4 separate regions of the Mus musculus genome follow, and all the other regions are linked to region 3. A link is a contact called in public ChIA-PET, Hi-C and HiChIP or PLAC-seq data. All regions are on one chromosome and are shown on one strand. Each heading gives the region's core, a stretch centred on a gene start, on an enhancer-like site or on the middle of the called end of the contact. The rest is flanking DNA. Distances are from core to core; before and after follow the strand shown.

Region 1 (3,347 bases), core at 56-2,555, 220 kb after region 3:
CTCTTGCTTGTTTTGTTTTGCTCTTTCTTTTTCCCATACATTAAGAAGTCTTCATGTGAGGAAGTTCTGCCCAGCTGCTCTCTGGAATGGACCCTTCCATAGCTTAAACTGGGAACCTTTTGTTCTTGGATCTGAGTACAGCTCAGCTCGCCTTGTCACATGTGTGTTGGTGCACTGGCTTCCAAGAAGTTTATAGGCTTTTTCTCAACCCATTTCCTTCTTACCCCAAAGATAATCTGCTTCTATGACTTTCCTTCAAGTAAACAACTCCAGATCCCTTCATTGTATCTGTTCTCCCTGTGGCTCAGTCAGTACTTTATGCAGCCAGGCCGCTCTGAAGCCTGTGCTTAAGTTCGGTGCGTTCCGTGCCACCGTCCTAGCTATTAAATACTAAGTCAAACCCTTTCTTCTGTCTCTCTTTTGTTCATGTGTTCACTTACTTTTTCATTTCCTTTGTTCAAGAAATACACATATATATTTAGCTCCTGCTGTGTACCAGGTACAGCTCTGGGTACAAAGGAGTCAGCAATAAGTAAAACCAGACGTGGTCTTGGCCTTCAAGGAATTCCCATTGTAGTGAGGGAGAAAGGCATATAAAGGATTAATTACAATTCAAGGTGATGCACACTATAATAGTAGAGTTCAAAGTTCTTTGAAGAATGGCAAGAGTGTAATTGGCTCTGCCTCAGGCATCAAAAATACCTTCCCAGACTATTTGACATGTGTTTATTCTAGACATAGAACAGCATATATGGAAGATGTGTTTGCAAAATGGTAAATGGTCCAGAGAGGCCAGTAACTAGGATATAAGAAATGATGAAGGTAAAGCTGAGAACTCAAGGTGGGCAGCAGCCTAGCTCACTTATTTTGCAAATAAGGCTTAAAAATCATTCATATATATAATATACATATATATTATATATGCATATATACACACACACATATATCTTTCAGAAAAGAGAAGGTACGAGCAATGACAACTTTTAAACACACACTCAATGTGTTTAAAATGAGTGAGTCACACACTCAATGTCATAGGCTCAGTTGTATTTGCTTAAAATCCATATGCTCTGGTCCCATCCCCAAGACCTCAGAAAGTGACTGTATTGGAGATGGGTCCTTTCAGTGGATGTTAAGTTAAATTGACGTTGTTTAGGAGTGTTTTAGTCAGTAGGGCTGGGGTCCTTACCAGAAAAGGAAGATGAGAGGCAGAGGGAGAAGTCTATGAAAGCATGCTGAGAAGAGACTCAGCAGCCAGCACTTTACCTCTAAACCAGGAAGTGCACTTCTGTGTTCAGTGACTCAGTCTGTGTGCACTTAGTTATAGGAGCCTTGAAAAAAATGGATACACTCAACATTGTGATTTATAGGGGGCTGGAGAGATGACTCAGCGGGTAAGAGCACTGACTGCTCTTCCAAAGGTCCTGATTTCAAATCCCGGCAACCACATGGTGACTCACAACCACCCATAATGAGACCTGAAGCCCTCTTCTGGCGCATCTGAAAACAGCTACAGTGTACTTGTGTATAATAATAAATAAAATCTTTTTTTAAAAATTGTGATTTATAAATATGGTTATGTAGAGGGTGCTGGCTTGGGATGGACAGTTATGAGGAAGAGGAAACAGGACTAAGGTGCTGAGGCAACGTTCTAGGCTGCTGAGGGATTATACTTGTAAGATACCCTTTTAACCAAAATAGTGAATACCATAGAGAAGACACCTTTGGGAGAGTAGAGAGGAGCAGAACCCCAAACAGCACATTTAGATTTAGATCTGTCTGTTTCTGGTTTTACCTTGGGTAGCTGAGCTACTTGGGTGGTATCCAGGTGAATTTTCTTGCTGCTGGCCCTTGCTTGAGTTCTGCAGCAGGAGTGATAGTTTCCCGTTGTCTCTGTCCCTGCTTCACACTAGCTGGTATGGCCATGACTGCATCCTTCTCCTCTGGGCACGTTTCCACAGGGAGTCATCCCTGCAGCTGCAGTTCACTCGAGTTCAAGTCCTGGGCTACACAATGCCAGCCCACTGTTGTCAGGCCTGTGGTGTCTCTGCCTCTGGTTTGTTTCTTTAGCTCTGTGTTCAGCTTCAGTTGGCCCTTTGCATGCACCATCTCTCTCAGTGACTTGAAAGTACCTCCTTCTAGGCGGAAGTCCTAGAGACAGGAGGAAATGTATAATGACACTTGGAAAGAGTCTGAGTGTGAGTGTAGATTTGGTATTCTGTAGGTTAGGTCTGAACTGATTCATTGCCAATAGCAGTGAAAAGTGAAAGGGGTCATGGGTAGAATGCTGGAAAACTTAAACTCCTCAGGAATTGGCTAGCTTTGTAGCAAAGTTGGATTTTATTTATATAATTCCTTAAGTCTGATTACATGAATAAATGCAAGTGAATAATTCCGACTGAATATTCCCACTAGTAACATAACACTAAAGTATATGGTGGCATATGCCTGTAATTCCAAACTCAGGAGGGTAAGGCCAGGGGTCATGAGTTCCAGTTTCTGGCCCAGCTTGAGAACCAAGAGAGAAGCGGGGAGGGGCTAGAGACAGACAGACAGAGACAGATAGAAACTGATTTGTCATAAAGAAGGGAACCAATGAACAGTGGGTCAGTTTATAGAGAGTAAGTAGAATAACAAAAGTAACATTTACAAACCTCAGAAATATAATTATTAAAAACCCTATATGTCTAATTACAAGTTACTTAGAAATATATGTCTTAATGAAATTTACTAAGTCCTTTTGGATGGCACTCCTTGTGGCCAAGATTTATTTTACCCTATGTTCCAAAATAATAAAGTCTGTGCTACCTGTTAAACAGACAGTTGTGGTGATTATATGTTAATTTTTTCCTTGTGGTGTTATTAATCTGTATTTCTATATCATAGGTGCCACTATCTTTCTTATTATTGATGATGAATCCAGCACTTAGAGACGTCAGTAATTTTCTCCAGACCACACAGCTAGTAAACGTTAGAGCCAAATTCTTGTATTTACCTGAACAAGGAAGGAGGTTCACTAATACTTAGACTTTCTCGGACCCTATTCAAAGGCTTTTTCTTCCAGAACTCAAGGAGGCTAGCACAAAGCACTTCCTCTAAAAAGGTGTCACTGTGGTCAAGTCTCAAAAGATGCCTTTACCAAAGGTCTTGACAAGACAGTGGAACCATGGTTGGCTGTGTGGGGCATATCACAGGTATCCTTTAAGTTCTTTAGCTAGTAGAAAATATGGAATGTGCTAAATTCTTTAGCCAGAAACCAGTCTCCTTAAGTGACCACCCCTTGCTGGTCAGCATCACACAGCATGGTCTGTCTCCCATGGTCAACATCACTCCTCGTCACTATGCAT
Region 2 (3,145 bases), core at 351-2,850, 210 kb after region 3:
ACAGATGAATTATGGCATTCCTCTCTCCCCACTCTACTCTCTCTCTCTCTCCCTCACAGAGGGGGCAGAGATTATCCAGCTGTAAGAACAGAGGTACTGCCATTTTGCAACAACATAGATAAACCTAGAGATTATTCTGCTAAGCCACATAAGCCAAACACAAGGAGAAAGCTACTTTATAATCGCACATCTGTGTGGAATCTTTCTTTAAAGGATGAACATATAGAAATAGAGATTTCAATAGTAAAATGGTGACTGCCAGACCCAAGGAGGACGTGGAAGGGGGAGGAGTAAACTAGAGGGCTTGGATTTGCAATTGTTTAAACTAAATGCATTTAAAAGTCAAAAAAATACATGAGGACTGTAGTCTGTATTCTACAGTGAACTAAAAATTTACTAAAGTACTACAATAGTAAACAATAATGCCAATATGAAGACTATGTTATATTTGAGCAGAGGAATAGGTATGCATGTGTGTGTACCTTCGTGTGTGTGGCTACACATGTGTGTGTCTGCGCTTGATAGCACTAATGAGTTCCTCTGTTTCATACTTTAAGTGCTCTTATGGTGAGTTTGAATAGTTTACACTGAGTTTAAAAGATACACAAATGCTACTTCTTAAAGCAGTTCTGCAGCTTCGATTGTTGATCTAGAAGTTGTGGAGCTTGAGGAGTCATCCATTCAGTTCTGACAGCAACCTTGAGCTGTGCCTGGCAAGTGGTGGTCAGTACTATTGATATCTGGACAGTTAGACTCTAGCAATGCTGACCTGGGCCAAGGGATCTCCTTGGCCTTAGTGGTAATAGTTAAGTGTTTTCCAAGGTGGGCCTAGGCATTTTAAATGTGACATTACAATTAATGAAACAAGAAGAAGAGACAAGAAGCTGGTGGGATGCCGTAGGGGGAGCTGGGGGATAGATGTGCTGAGTGGGTATGAGCAATATATAGTGTAAAAATGTATGGAACTTTCAAAGAGCGAAAAGTGCAATTTAAGAAGTAAAAATCAGATTGGAACTAATTTACTATCCATTTAGAATCATACTGACTGCCCTACTGTTTGAAAGAATCCCCATTCTACTGTGCTAATAGGTGATACCTTGTGAGGCTAGTGAGCATTCGGTAACTGTGACGTTTCAGTGCCTTAGTCTCTACCTAGTCCCCAACCTCTGCACCGTTGGCTGTTTGGGTTGAATCCCTAGTTTTATTTGGGAGGAAGGGTTTTCTCTTCTACTACTTGAAAGTCAGTTGCATCCTTGGCTTCTACACACTGGACATCAGTAGCAACTGCCAGGCTGGAGAATCAGCAGTATAGGACTTGCTTTGCGTGAGGACAGTAGAAAGCATGGGGCAGTGGCAGGAACACCTTCCACGGAATATCAGTCTATGATCATCAATCTTTAGGAAGCCCTCAGGGCCTATTTTTATCTAGGCTCAGGTTTCACAAACCCTACACTCAAGCTTTGCACTTTTCATGAGTAAAGGCTACCGCCCCTACACAATTCACAGCAATTCAAAATTAAAGAAAGCCTTGCACCCGCAGCACTGCCTGGTTATCATGTATCCAACTCCCCTAGCTCCAGGCCCTCAGTGCTCAGAGGTGCCTGTCTGTCTGCCCACTTCCTGCCCTCCTCTGCTCTCAAGAGGAAGCCGCAACTTACCAAGTGCTGTCATTTGAAAGTGTGTTTCTTGGTTTTAGCCGTCATCATTTTGTTACTTTTCATTACTGCTGCTGAAGGTCAAGTTTCCAAGTCAGGTCTCTGTTTTCTGTTTATTTGTTTTGTTTGTTTGGGGGTTTTCATGTTTACATTTTAAAGCTCCCTTTGATAGCATTATCAGCAACTTATTTTGAAAGATTTTGTCTTGAAGATCAATAGCCACAAAGCCCAATTTACCTTTACCCACATTCTCAGTCTTTGGGAAATAAGTGGAGAGCCTGTACTCATGGCAGCCTTTGAAACTCTCTTCTATCTTAGAGAGTTGTTGGTGCCAGAAGTGTAGCTCAGTGCTGAGAGTGCCTACCTACCCCAGAAATGGAAGCTGTTCTCATTTTGACAAGTCGTTTTTAAAACTTTATGTCATTGTCTTAGGGTTTTACTGCTGTGAACAGACACCATGACCAAGTCAAGTCTTATTAAAAAAAAAAAAAAACATCATTTAATTGGTGCTGGCTTACAGGATCAGAGGTTCAGTCCATTATCATCAAGGTGGGAGCATGGCAGCATCCAGGCAGGCAAGGCACAGGCAGAGCTGAGAGTTCTACGTCTTCATACAAAGGCTGCTAGTGGAAGACTGACTTCCAGGCAACTAGGGTCAGAGTCTTAAGCCCATGCCCACAGTGACACACCTACTCCAACAAGGTCACACCTATTCCAACAAGGCCACACCTCCAAATGGTGCCACTTCCTGGTCCAAGAATATACAAACCACCATAGTCATGTTCGCATTTAAGGTGGTTAAAATATTTAGGTTTTTTGCTTCTCCCCCTGAATTATTATTTTTAAAGGAATACAAACAAAAAGAAACATGTTAACATTTTAAACTTAGTCCCATTGGGAAGTTTTCGTGGCAGTACGTTGCATTTCTCAACATGGATACTGTGCTCACTTTGGCTTGTGGTTCTGTTATGTAGTGCAGGACCCTTCACATCACTTACCCTTGTCTGCTAAATGTCCAGTACAGTTTTAGATGTCCCATCAATGGCTCCTGTCACCTCACTTGAGGAAAATATAAGTAATCGTTTTTGTTTTGTTTTAGTTCCAGTGGGAAAGTGGCTACCTTTTTAGGTTATTTAACAAGCTTATTTCTATTTATAGAAGAGATTTCTAGGGTGATCCTAGAAACACCCTAAGCTTACTCTGGTTGGCTGGCCCGTTACTTTCAGGGTGAGATTTTTCGCCTTGGAGGGCTGTGTGTGGAACCTATAACATGAGCTTATGTTGGCAGTTCCAGATTTGCCTTTCTCCTTCCCAGTCTCCTGTCTGACATGGTCCCTCTTGAATAGGCTCCCCAGGGGTATCTGTTTACCAAGCCTGTTTTTAAGCTTACTAATTTTCTTCAAGTGTAAAAAAGCCTCTCCACTAATAAGGTAAATTCCAAATTGTATGTGTAGGCTTCTTATTTGGACTCTGGAACATGTTTTGCCATG
Region 3 (3,196 bases), core at 382-2,881:
TCCTTGTACAACCTCTTAATGTGGGAAAAATATATGTAACATAAAATCTGTTGTTTTATAATGTATAGTCCACCCAAATGTGAAGGTGGTGTACTTGTGGCCAGCCCTTTTTAAGGTTTGCAAACTCAAGTACCCATGAGAAAGTAACTCCCTGGTCTTCCCTTCACTCAACCAGTGACAAATGGCATTTACTTTGTCTCTATGAGTTTAACTATTTTAGGTAGTAAGTAAGTAGAGTCATAGAGTTATTTATCTTTTTGTGAATAGCTTATTTCACTTTGCATGGTATATTCAAGGTTAATCCATATTGTAGTATGTGTCAGAAATTTTTTCCATTTTAATGTTGAGTAGTATTTCTCTCTCTCTCTCTCTTTCTGTGGTGTGTTTCTGCAACTTCACGTGTATATATCATATTGTGTACTTTTTCCAGTGATGTCTATTGTACGCATTTCTTGGCTGCTGTGAACAGTGATGCTGTTGGTAAAGATGTCCAACTCTCTAAGCTTGTTTTCTAGGACTTGCTGGATTGTACAGCAATTCTGTGCTTAGTTTTACCGACTCACCATATAATTTTGTATAATATGGTCTGTAGAAAGGTAACTTGGGACACTATTTTACAATATTGATAATATCATTTGATGCACAAAATTCTTACCTTGTTGAAATCCAAGGTACTTAGTATATATTCTTCACTTTGTTAAGTTGACTTTTGTGAAGTTGAACTCTCTTCTCTAGCCTCCTTCACCTGTAATTTTTTCTTTAAAGGTTAGAAAAGGGTCTGGGGAAATGGCTTACTTGGTAAAGTGCTTGCCACACAAATCATGAAATGCAAGTGTGGATTCCCTAGCACACACATAAAATCCAGGAGTGGGAGCACACATCTGTAACCCCAGAGCTAGCAGGCAGGCATTTGGGGAGCAGAGATAGGCAGATCTCTGGAACTTATTGACAAGTCAGCCTAGCCAAATTGTTGAGCTTCAGGTTCTGCAAGAGACCCTGTCTCAAAAAAACAAGGTAGAGAGTCACAGAGGAAGACCTGTGACATTGACCTCTGGCCTTCATGTGTGCATGTGGGCACATGAACGGGAACATGCACACCCACTCATGCATTAACCTACTTGAATACACACACACACACACACACACACACACACACACACACACACCTAGAAGAAACTGTATTGAAATTGGGCCTTTCCTAGTACTGCCTTCCCTTCCATTCCTCAGTGCACCTGCTTCCTCCAGAGTAAAAACCTTTTAATGGAGAGTTAGTGATTATATTGTTATGATTATGGAGGTAGGGTATATGATTAGCTCATGCCAAGTTATTGGTTAACTCAAGCAGGGCTAGATCTAGCAGTAAGGACAATGGTATAAGCTGCTGTGAATAATGCTGTCTTTGTAATAGGAATGCTTTGATGGCTATAGTGTAATCTTTACATAGTAGTCTTTCCTTATCTGAAGTTTCGCTTTCTGTAGTTTCAGTTATTTGCAGCCACCCACGATCCAAAAATACTAGTATTTCTTGAAACTCTAAATAGAAAGCAGCCTTGTTCACATGGCTTTTATGATTGTGTATAGTTACAGTTGTTCCATCTCATTCTTGGTCATGGTTAGTTTCTTACAGTCTCTACTTTGTAAACTGAACTTCTGTAGGAAAAAACCCCCAGTATCCATAGACTTTAATAGTGTTGGGTTATTGCTGAAGGCACCACACACATTGATTACTGGACATGGAGAAATAAAGTTTGTACTGACCACGAAGCTTCCTTCCTGCTGGCTTAGCTTTCATGGTACTAGAAGGTTCTGTGTAGGCTGCTGGGGGAAAATCAGCAGCAGCCTAAGCCTTGAACACTGAGCTGCAGTGATGCCTGGAGTGGCAGGATATGCCTGTGGGTACAGTAGTGGCTTGGTTATTCTGGGGCTGCACTTTCTGATGGGGTTAAGGCCCTCTCCATGAGCATGAGAGGAAGTGCATGCCTGGTACTGTAATCTTGCCAAGGACCTGGGTCTGGTGGGGGGTTCACCTTCCCCAGGGGTGAGCCCATTAGTGCTGTTCTCCTAAGTGGACGTGGTATTTACTGCTCTCACCTCTACCTCTATAGATAATAGAGTACAGCTCTCAGGATCCAGCAGAGAGGCGTCTTTGCAGCACGTGGTGGTTAACATCGAAACTCAACACTGGTCAAAGTGCAGAGAGTGTTAGTGGAGGACTCAGTCACAAACGGAATATCTGTGTTTCCCTCCCTCTAAAAGGAGAAAGGTGATTAGAGCCAGAAGTCAGGGAGGGCCAGAGCAAAACAGTATTGTCTGGACATGGGAGGGCCTCTGTGCTTAGGAACTTACAATAGCTGTGGTTACTTGTATAAGATCAGCAAGACATTAAGCCGACGAATATTCTAGCGTGGAGAGGAAACAGCTCTTGAGCCTTTCTTTTCTAACTAAGGAACTATTGACATGGTGGCTTCTGGGTGTGAGATAGTCAGTTTCCTTTAAGGATGTGGCCCTTGGTGAGCCAACCATGCTTCAGTGGATGGCTTCATACCTGTGACTATATGGATGGCACAATTTATACTCAGTGGACTTAAATGAAGATGACGGGAAGTTGGGAGTAGGGTCAAGGGGTTGAGGGGATAGGGAGAAGAGCAGGAAGTGAATATGATCAAAAGAACATTTTATAAAATTCTCAAAGAACGAAAAAATATTATATTAAAGCTTCAGATAACAATAAAAAAATGATGCTGAGGGTTTCCACTGGGATGTGTGGGATGTGTATGCCTTGGATTGCATCCTCAGGATGAGTTCTAGTTACTTCTTTCATTTCGTCTCCTGCCTTCCTGCCTGATTGCCTTCTTGTGGGAATGTTGAGAGAATTTCATTATGTAGCCCAGGTTGGTTCCAGACTCACACAAACCGTGCTGTTTTAGTCTCTTGAGAGCTAGTATTACAGGTGTGAGCCATCGTACCTGCTGTTAGTGTTGTTTTTATTGAAGACTTTTAGCCCCCCCGGGGACGATGCCTGTTTTGTTTTACACTGCACACCTTTAACTGGCACAAAGTAGTTACTCAGTAAGTAGTTGTTGATGCTCTTGGAAACTGTGTTCTGATTGCAATAACTTCATACCAACGACTTGTATGTACTGTCCAGGTTTCCAAAGACTCAAGCTAAAATACTGTTGATTGTATCTGAATGCCA
Region 4 (3,157 bases), core at 129-2,628, 150 kb before region 3:
AGCTGTAACCTGAAATCTGTTTTACCATTGAAAAGCTGCCGCCGCCACCCACCACATAGCATGTGACAGGGACCAGCAGCTGTAGATGGCTTCCTGAAAAAATGGAAGCCAGAGGGAAGCCTGCCAGCTCTGTGGCAGTCAGAAGCAGGGATCTTCCTGGAGGAAGAGGGGGGCGTGTTGGGGCTGAATCCCATACAGGATTTGATCCAACCAGATGCTGAGCTTCTGGGAAATGACATAAGGCCCGTTGACCTTTGGTGAGTGGGTCACGCTATCAAACCAGAATGGTCTTCCTTTGTGACTAACCATTCTTTGATCCTGAGACTTGTCTCTTTAAGTTTTCACAATGTCTCTGTTCTCTAGCAGACCTCGCCATGCCTTGGATTAAGGGGTTTGCCACACCATGCTTCATGGTGGATCTGAGACCTCTATTCCATGGGAGGCCAGCTTTCTCCTCCATAGCACTTGGCATCGGGAGAAGAGTTAGCCAGCTTGGCATGTGAAGGGAAATGGCTCCTTCCTGAGGGCAGCTTCTTCATCCCTCTCATCTGGTTCAGATTGTTCAAGTAAAGCTTTAAACCACACTGCCCTCACGCCAGGCCTCTTCCCAGGTTTCCCCTGTCTGCTAGCTGGCTCTGCTGCCATCGGATACACCCTTACACGGAGTGCCTGGCTCTGAAGCCTGAAGGTTCCCCAGGATCAAATCCCTGCAATACGCTTAGGCTTTCTGTACTTTTTTGGTCATCATGAGTCCTGGCGTGCTTTTATCATGCCCTTTATACCACCTGATTAGGTATGCTGATAATCTAAATCTCCAACTTTGAGGCCAGCCTGGTAACTTCAAAGCCAGCCAGGGCTACATAGTAAACCCTCTCTCAATAACAGACACCCCCCCAAATCCTCTTCTTTTGAAGTAGGCTGTTTTCTTAGAGCTCTATTAAGCAAACATGGTGTGATTTGGGCATGTGCAGGGGACCCTGGGTAGCCATGGTTAACAAGGAGTGACTGTACCTAGAGGTGTATATATTAGAAAATTGTGATTGGTAAAATTGTTTTTATTTTCTTCGAAGTGTCATTTTAAAAATAGTGTCCCTTTAAAACAGTCTTCAGTTCACAGAGAAGTTGAACAGCCAGCCTGTAGTCCAGTTTCCTCTGTCCCTGTCTTCACACATGTGGCCTCTCTGTTGTCAGCATTCCCCACTACAGTAGCTTCGCCCCCTCCCATGGAGGAGCACCGGCTTCAAGATGCTGACTTTAATTGGGGTAGAAGTCTTCTGCTGGCCCTGGACAGTGCTGATTTGGAAGCTTGGCTTTGCTTTCCTTGGTCAGGTTGGCTTTTGTCCCTCAGATCCCTTCCGAAGCCCATGCAGCAATGTTAGGGAGCAACCACACGAGGGCAGTAGAGAACCACGACTATTCAGCTAACTTGCAAAGTCTGAGGAAAAGGCTCCAAGTCAGAAAAAAAGGATCAAAGAGAGCCAGTCTTCTGAAGGAAGTTGAGGGAAGCAAGTTGTTTCAGCGCAGCAGTGTCTTTCCAAACCTGACACCTGAAGCAGCGCGCTAGCCCGGGGACTTAGCCAAGGTCCAACAGCTGTGCCCCAAATCCCTCTCCAACCAGAGGCTGCTCCCCAAATCTCTTTCCAACCCATCGTTTCTGCCCTTGTTTTCTCCTTGAGAGTCATTCGCCAGTCACAGGGAGAACAGTCAGTGGGAGATTTGGGCCATCCCATAGTGCTCTTACAACTTTATGGTTTACAGAGGATTCTCACACCTCTCCTTCCCCAGATCTGTCCTCTGTCGTACTTGAGTGGCAAAAAGGGCATGGCTGTCATTGATGTTGAAGGAAACAGATTGGAAACTAGTGACTTTTGAAGACACACCTAGTTTGCCTCGCTAAACCAGAAACCCTGTTTTGGGCAAGCTGACTGGCCATTGAGCTCTCTAGATCTGTTCGTTCCTGCCCCAATTCCCCGCCCCTCCCAATGCTGGAAATACAGGCACATGGAGCTGTGTCCATCTAGGGGTTCAAACCTGGGTCCTCATGCTTATCGAGCAAGCCCTCTTCCATGCTGAGCCATTCCCATCCCCTGCTCCCAAAGTTAACTTTCAGTGTGGGTCCAGTTAAGAGCAGGGCTGGAAACTATAGCTTGCTCAGGTGGTGACAGCCAGGTGCCAGCCAGGTGCACACAAAGCCCTGGGAACATTGTAGCACACACCTAATCGCAGTACCCAGGACATAGATACAGGAGGATTCTTGGTTAATAGGGAGTCTGTGGCCAGCCTAGTATATGTGAGACCGTGGCTCAAAACTGTTGTTGGTAGACAGCAAGGCAAAGAGTAGGAAGTTTAAGGTTCCCAAAGTCAAGTTTTAAGAAACTCTGGTAAAGCAGGAAGATGTAACAAAACTATTGACAAAATAATTGCAAGCCTGAGTCTGCCTAAGCAACGGAACGCTGAACTGTTCACCTTCTCCTCCGCCTCTGTAGAGTGGGGTATGGAATTCCTCCCCGCCTTAAGTCACATTAGAATGGTGCGAAAGTGTGTTGAGGCTTCGAAGGAATTGGTTGTGCTAGTGTCTGTCTATCCAGGCCCTACCTTCTCTTTGCCGAGAAACCCAATTACTAAGTACAGTTGAGCTTACTGCCCACACATTCTGAAGTGGGGAGGACAGAAGGCCTGGAGAATCCCTGCAATCATTCTGGGAACAAGTCCTAGCGCATGTCACTGTTTGCTCTGTCATCCCAATTCAATGACCTCATATGAGGAAGGGCGGAGCCGAGGGAGCTGTCCTCCAGATACCTAAAGAGGCTCCTGACATACTGTTTTCATTGGCAGGGAGCAGGCCCAGGGTTGGTGTTTGAAGTCTGAGCTAATCTTGGAAAAGAAGAACAGTACCTCCCACAGCTGGCCAGGCTTCTGGGGGAGCTGTCCCAAGCTGCCCCAGAGAGTGCTGGTGTGGGCACTGGAGTCCAGGACACACTGCCATGGCCCCATGTTCTCATCAGCCACCGCACTCCCTGAGTGAGGACATGCCATCATTGAGGCATCCAGGGCCTGGGGCTGGGACAGCTCCTAAATTGATTGTTATGGGATTACTGGCCTGGATTGGCAGAGGGTGCAGTAATCTCGGGAGCTGGAGAGCGTCACTGACCTCAAG

What was found. A called contact is a pair of places that touch in the nucleus more often than the background predicts. ChIA-PET counts read pairs in DNA pulled down with a chosen protein or histone mark. HiChIP or PLAC-seq counts read pairs in DNA pulled down with a chosen protein or histone mark.
Region 1: a BATF HiChIP or PLAC-seq map of CD8 T cells shows a contact between it and region 3, with 5 read pairs. The contact joins two enhancer-like sites. A contact is called at or near these places in 2 of 15 datasets of contacts at CTCF or cohesin (both in the NIH/3T3 cell line), 31 of 484 Hi-C or Micro-C datasets (the 3T3-L1 cell line, the AML12 cell line, the BV-2 cell line and 22 more), 3 of 115 datasets of contacts at active chromatin or transcription factors (CD8 T cells, the HPC-7 cell line and acute myeloid leukemia) and 3 of 9 other capture datasets (adipose tissue, liver and pancreatic islet).
Region 2: a contact with region 3 is called in an RNA polymerase II ChIA-PET map of effector CD8 T cells, with 114 read pairs. The contact joins two enhancer-like sites. A contact is called at or near these places in 3 of 15 datasets of contacts at CTCF or cohesin (CD8 T cells and the NIH/3T3 cell line), 17 of 484 Hi-C or Micro-C datasets (the AML12 cell line, CD4 T cells, ECoMG myeloid progenitors and 10 more), 4 of 115 datasets of contacts at active chromatin or transcription factors (CD8 T cells, the HPC-7 cell line, effector CD8 T cells and 1 more) and 4 of 9 other capture datasets (adipose tissue, embryonic stem cells, liver and 1 more).
Region 4: a Hi-C map of Th17 cells shows a contact between it and region 3, with 5 times the contacts expected there. The contact joins two enhancer-like sites. A contact is called at or near these places in 2 of 15 datasets of contacts at CTCF or cohesin (CD8 T cells and the NIH/3T3 cell line), 16 of 484 Hi-C or Micro-C datasets (the HPC-7 cell line, the STO cell line, Sertoli cells and 10 more), 8 of 115 datasets of contacts at active chromatin or transcription factors (CD8 T cells, the HPC-7 cell line, bone marrow-derived macrophages and 5 more) and 2 of 9 other capture datasets (adipose tissue and pancreatic islet).

The regions. Positions count from the first base shown.
Region 1 is chr5:31,934,781-31,938,127 of GRCm38.p6, forward strand. All of the region lies in intron 7 of Babam2 (BRISC and BRCA1 A complex member 2), which reads left to right. Among named protein-coding and RNA genes, the nearest start is that of Gm52770, 62 kb to the right of the region's middle. Within about 2 kb of position 1,306, at least 41 of the 459 cell types and tissues checked have an H3K27ac peak or open chromatin away from gene starts, as enhancers often do. A contact at or near this core is called in CD8 T cells and pancreatic cancer cells, where this site is marked.
Region 2 is chr5:31,917,146-31,920,290 of GRCm38.p6, forward strand. All of the region lies in intron 7 of Babam2 (BRISC and BRCA1 A complex member 2), which reads left to right. Among named protein-coding and RNA genes, the nearest start is that of Gm52770, 80 kb to the right of the region's middle. Within about 2 kb of position 1,601, at least 50 of the 459 cell types and tissues checked have an H3K27ac peak or open chromatin away from gene starts, as enhancers often do. A contact at or near this core is called in CD8 T cells, the HPC-7 cell line, Th1 cells and 4 more, where this site is marked.
Region 3 is chr5:31,712,025-31,715,220 of GRCm38.p6, forward strand. The region is part of intron 2 of Babam2 (BRISC and BRCA1 A complex member 2); the gene reads left to right. Among named protein-coding and RNA genes, the nearest start is that of Babam2, 16 kb to the left of the region's middle. Within about 2 kb of position 1,632, at least 70 of the 459 cell types and tissues checked have an H3K27ac peak or open chromatin away from gene starts, as enhancers often do. A contact at or near this core is called in CD8 T cells, the HPC-7 cell line, Th1 cells and 6 more, where this site is marked.
Region 4 is chr5:31,562,358-31,565,514 of GRCm38.p6, forward strand. No RefSeq gene overlaps it. Among named protein-coding and RNA genes, the nearest start is that of AI839979, 7.5 kb to the right of the region's middle. Within about 2 kb of position 1,379, at least 72 of the 459 cell types and tissues checked have an H3K27ac peak or open chromatin away from gene starts, as enhancers often do. A contact at or near this core is called in CD8 T cells and Th17 cells, where this site is marked.